Regions from separate parts of the Mus musculus genome. Here region 1 is linked to region 2. Evidence: chromatin contacts called from public Hi-C data. All regions are on one chromosome and are shown on one strand. The core of a region is the stretch at or near the end of the contact, and the rest is flanking DNA. Distances in the headings are between cores, read along the strand shown. Region 1 holds the start of Axin2 (axin 2). Region 2 holds the start of Tlk2 (tousled-like kinase 2 (Arabidopsis)).

Region 1 (2,700 bases), core at 36-2,535, 3.7 Mb before region 2:
TGGGAGGGGGAGACTAGTGGGGAAAGAAGTGGGAGGGGGCGGTGGAAGGGCGGGGAGGGCAAGCGGGGGGCGCCGCCACCCTTTCATCCCACCTTCCAAAAGCACTCGCATGAACACGCACACCCCAACTCATCCACACCCACGGCGACTCGACCCCCGAGGGCGAGCTGCCCGTCTCCGCCTCCGTCCCCAACGCCACTTGGAGAAGTCTCCCTGACCGGCCCCCCGCCACCCCGGACCCCGCGCAGGGGAGGGGACTCCAGCTCACCGCGCGCAGGGCCGCCCGGCCAAACCCCCCGGAGCGCTGGGCGCCGAGCCCGCCGCTTCCCCTCCGCGCGGGCCCGGAGCGCGCCCCGAAATAGCCGGCCTGCCAACTTCAAAGCGCCGCCCCGCACATCAAAGCGCGCCGGCCGCCGGACCGCCGCGGCCTCGGCACTCACCATTGATCCGCTGGCGCACTCCTTGCGGAGACCTCGCAGGCGCCGCGGGCAGAGCCCCTGCCCGGGTCCCCCGCTGGACTCGCAGAGGCTGCCCCGGGGCCCCCCCGGGCCCGCCCGGGCGTGGGGAACATGAGGAGTCTCGCGGAGGCGGAGGAGGGGGTGCACGGAAAACAACGATCCCGAGGTCTGCGCCGGGTTTTTTTTGGGGGGGGGGATCGTGCGCCCCGCTGCCCCTTTTATGCAAAAGATCCGAGTGGGCCTCCGCCCCCACCGCGGCCGCCCCCGGCCCCCGCCCGGCCGGCTTTCAACCCAGGTCCTGTTTCCAGCAGTCACTAGGCGCACCAAATGTCCTCCGGGCGCTTCCAACAAAAACTGCGCTGTGGATTTAACTGTGCACTTCAAAGGCGCGAGCCGAGCGCACGGTCCTGGAAGGGAGGTATGCGAGCCGCACCCGGGCCAGCCCAGCGCGCTCCAGCGCCCCTTTTGGGGGGCCGTGCAATCCGCACCCCTCTACTACCCCGGCCTGCTCCCGGTCGCCCCCTCCCGCGGCCCCGCGCCCCGCTGCCAACCGCCCCCGGCCGCACGGAGCTTTCTTAGAAACGGCTGCGACGGGACCGAGCCTCCGACCCCACCTTTTACAGCAAAGCTCTCCTTTGGGGAGGCGGACGCCTCGGCCTCCGGGTGGCCCCGAAATCCATCGCGAACGGCTGCTTATTTTTATTTCCCGGTTCTTGGGCTGTTACTGAGTTGCCAGGACCTTATCAAAGCGCAGCCGGCTCCAGCCGACTCCCCCGGGCCGGGCTCGGGGAGCCAGTGATCCCGCCGCGCCAATCACAGAGGCGCTCGGCCGGCCCGCGCGCCGCCCGCCTTAAAGGGACAGCGCGCGCCCGCTCTGCCCCGCCCCGGCCCGGCCCCCGTGGCACACTCAGCTCCCGCGTTAACCCTTCCTTGGCCCTCGTCTGCCCCCCGCCGGCTGCTGGCGGCCCCGGGGTGTTCTCGGCCGGAGTTCTGATTGATTTCATGTTTCAAGTTCTCCAGCCTCTGCTCATGTCTCCTCCCCCTGCCTACCTAGCGCTCTCCAGCTCTAGAATGCCAGTTTCTCTCTGGCCATTGCAAGAACTGCAATAAAGCACCCGCCCCCCCCCCGCCCCCCTCCATCAAATCAAACACGTTCCTACCTTTTTTCAAATTTCCCTGGGAATTTGGAGAGCCTTCTGGTAGGAGCTAGATCCGCTGGCCAATTCTTAGGGCGTACTCTGACTCAGAAGGCATGATGTGTGTGTATGTGTGTGTGTGTGTGTGTGTGTGTGTGTGTGTGTGTGTGTGCACTTGTGCTCCAGTATCTATTTGCACTAATATAGAAATAGTTTGTGGACAGTTGTGTTTGGATGAAGATGGGCGGTTGTGAATTTGTCTCCACAGTGGAATCAAGGTGCGCACCTCAGTTCCCCAATATTGCAACCTTACACATCAGTCAGCACCTTCCTTGCACACTCATGGACCTCTTTCCCCAACAAATCCGTGCCCACCACACTCTCCCAAAGGGCTGCCACCATCCCATATGTTACTTATTAAACAGCCGTGGAATGCCTCCCACACATACGCGGTGTTAAAGTATTAAAAATTCACCCCACTGTCACCTTCGAATTCCTTTCCACATTCTCCCCAAAATATTTATAAGGCACGGGCCTTAAAAAAATATGCCATAAGTTCAGAACACTTATTCATTCATCTGTTGTTGTAGAGCATTTCCCCGTGGATGAGCTGATAAACTTGCGGGGGGGGGGGGGGGGGGGGAATGGAAGTGAGTAGGTAGCCTGATAGAGTTCTTACTTCACAAACGCTCAGTTCCGCCCCAACCCCTGCACCACATAAGCCAGAGTTGGTGACACATGGCTGCCACCCCAAGGTAGAGCCAATCAATAGAATGAGAATTCCAAGACCAACTTAGTAAAATGGAAGCCAGCCTGGGCTACCTAAGGCTCAATCTCTCAGAGACAAAGCAGTAACACAACAGCAGCAACAAAATATCAACAGCGGAGCCCAGGGCAAAGTAATCCAAAGAGAGGAAAGCCGAGAGAAGCAAGGGCCTGGCCTTCTGAAGGGAGGGCGAACATTCCGCTTTGGAGACTTTGAAACAGGTAAGAAACATGGCTGTCCAAAGAGGGAAAAGTGTCCCCCATGTTCTACTGGAGAAAGAACCCGGGCTGCAGCAAAGGGCCAGAGAGCTCACACACCTTAGGCCTCAAATTCCACAGCC
Region 2 (2,700 bases), core at 167-2,666:
TGTATTAAAGTTCACTGAAAAAGGAATCAAACCTTCTCTGCAATCTAACAGCTCCATAATTTCCAGTAACATCCCCTACACCCGTCCTAACTTTCATTTCCCTTCCTGGACTGAATGCCTGGAGCAAAGGGGAATGAAAAGGTGACGAATTCAAGTTTCACTCACACACACAAGTAAGGAATTAGGAAACTGTTAGAATGGTAGAAAGGCATCTTAAAAAAAAAAAAAAAAGACTGAGAAGAAAACCGAGTTTTCCCTAAGTAGGTAGGTGGCCTTGCTCACTACTTGTCCTGCCCTAATAATCGAGGTCGGAAAGGCAGAGGTTACAATGCAGTCTCTCCCCAATCCCAAGGTCTCTGGAAACATTTCCCAACCCTCCATCCCCAGGCCTGGCCCAGAAAATGAGGCCCTAGCAGTTACCCCATTTAATGTCAACTCATGATCAGAAAATACCCACCCCATCTCTTTCCAGAGGGGCTTTGGACCGGGATCCTCCCAATGGCCCCAAGCCGGGAAGCAGGACCGATGGGGCCTGGTCCCGGCGCCCCTCGCCGGCTCCAAACTTTCCCCAACTCCGGGCCCACCTGTCACGGACGGAGCGAGGGACAGCTCTCGGGGGCGCCCCGTAGGCTGCCGAGGCCTCCAGCTCCCCGGAGTCGCCTCTCCCGGCAGGCCGACCGCCACACTCCCAGGCCTGGGCCTGGTCCATCTTCGGCCCGGCCCCTCGGCGACCCCGCAGCCCTCGGGGAGCACCTCCCGCCTCGGCGCCCAGGAGCTGCGGCACGACGCCGGCCCGGGTCGCAGCCTCCTCGGGCCCTGGAGTGGGGCCCCCGGGACGGTTAATACCCCAGGCCCCGGCGCCCTTCCACGTCCAGGGGCTGAGCTTCTCACCTGCCGCCGCTGCCGCTCCACTCTCCTCTCGGGAGGGGCCCCGACCCGACCCGGCTGCTGACCGCTCCGCTCTCCCCCTGGGCAGGCCCGGGGCGGAGCCGGGGCCTCTCCTGAGCGCCGCAACCCCCCGCCCGGGCAGCCGCCGGCGGCGCCGGGCTCCACGACAGGGCGGGCGGGGGAGGGGGGCCACGGAGGCCGCAGATCCCCGAGCTCGCGTACGGAGCCAGGCGGCTGACGCGGGCCCGGGCCCGGGCGGCCGCCGGGGGGCGCGGGGCCGGCCTCCTGGCGCCGGACAAAGGCCAAGGGAGGCGCAGAAGGGTCTGGGTCGGGCCGAGAAGTGGGGGCCCGCTCGGCTGGGGGCCACTCGGGTGCGGCGCGGAGGGCGGGATGGGGGGGGGGTCGGAACCGCTAGTGCCCAGGACCCGCCTCCGGCCCCTTAATCCGGATCGGTTCGGTCCGGATTAGTAGTGATCGGTGTAAACACACTAGTGAAACCGCGTGTTTCCTCGCGAGATTTGCACGGCTGGGAGGCACGGGGGGGGGGTGTTCCTGGGGTGGGGGGGAGGTAGTGCCGGCCGTGGGGGAGGGGACGGGAAAGGTGTTGGGGGGAGGGTCGCTGCTGCCCCCGGAGCTCCGCCTCCTCCAATCAGCGGCCGCGCTGGCGGGCAGGGGTTAACCAGGGGACCCCGCACCGGCGGAACAGGCCGCGCCTGACAGGGCTGCTGAGGGCGGGCGGCTGGCGGCGCTTGCGGCCCCGCCTGCGACGTGAGGGGTGGTTGGTCGGCTCGGGGGCGCCGGGTAAGCGGCCGGGGCCGGAGCCTCGGGAGCCCGCCTTTGTGGAGACAGAGTCGGAGGCCGACGGTTGGGCTGCGCCTCAGGCCGCGGAGCAGCGTCGGAGCGGCGACCCGGCGGGACTGCCGCGCTCGCCCTGCCTCTCATCTACACACATTTTTTGGGGTGAGGAAAGAGGTTGCTCTGCCCAGCGATGGATCCGAGGAGAGAGCCCGGGAGCGGGGCAAGGGGTGTCACTGAGTTCGCGGTGCCCACCCGATGTCCGCCAGCCGGCCATCCCCCGCAGCCATGGTCCACGTCCCCAGACCCCACGCCACGCCACGCCACGCCACAGGCACGGAAAGCCGGCCGGCGGCTCTCGCCTTCCACGTACCTGACTGGCCTGGCGTCTCCAGGGACAAAGGTGTCCTGGGATCACAGCCGAGCCCTCACCAGCATGCCCCCCTCCAGAGCGGAGGTCGCTACCCGCCCCCCGGGGAACTCTCTCAAAGCACCTAGGGGGAGGTTCCATCTTAACCTCCGGTGACAAGATGGCCCTCCTGGGGTGCTGGGGGCCTGCTCTTCAGAGTGTCTGCTGAGAGGGTGAGCGCCTGCGACAGGAGGGCTTTCCTGCATGGGAAAGGGTTCCACCTCTGACCCCAGCGCCAAAGGGGGAAAAAGTCACTTTCTTCACCTAGTTTCACGAGCCAAGACACGGACTTCAAAGTAACGACTCAGCTTTTTGTTTTCTTCTGATGCTTCCTTGACCAGATGTCTGAACGTGTCTGAAGGACTACAAGGGAATCACAAGAGAAACATTCAAGCTTTTACACAGCCGGCTTGAACTTTTCCAGGCGTTGGCAAGTACTCCAAAGTAGAATTCTGTTATTATTAATTTTTCCACATATTGACTGGACAGAGACCTGCCAAATGGGCAAAGGATGATAATTCCTTTTTGTACATTCTCCATCCTTCAGAACTCAAGTAGAAAAACTCAAATTGGGAGTCATCTTCCAGATCCCAGGCTGCTTGGAAAGA

Evidence for each region. Hi-C and Micro-C count contacts between places; a contact is called where the count stands out from the background.
Region 1: a Hi-C map of CD8 T cells shows a contact between it and region 2, with 11 times the contacts expected there. The contact joins the promoter of Axin2 here to the promoter of Tlk2 in region 2.

What each region holds. Positions count from the first base shown.
Region 1 is chr11:108,918,934-108,921,633 of GRCm38.p6, reverse strand. It overlaps Axin2 (axin 2), which reads right to left and starts at 1,285. Exons shown (of 11, transcript NM_015732.4): 1 at 1,073-1,285.
Region 2 is chr11:105,180,243-105,182,942 of GRCm38.p6, reverse strand. It overlaps Tlk2 (tousled-like kinase 2 (Arabidopsis)), which reads right to left and starts at 1,416. Exons shown (of 22, transcript NM_001112705.2): 1 at 892-1,416. 1700052K11Rik (RIKEN cDNA 1700052K11 gene) reads left to right here and starts at 1,510. Exons shown (of 1, transcript NR_027956.1): 1 at 1,510-2,700.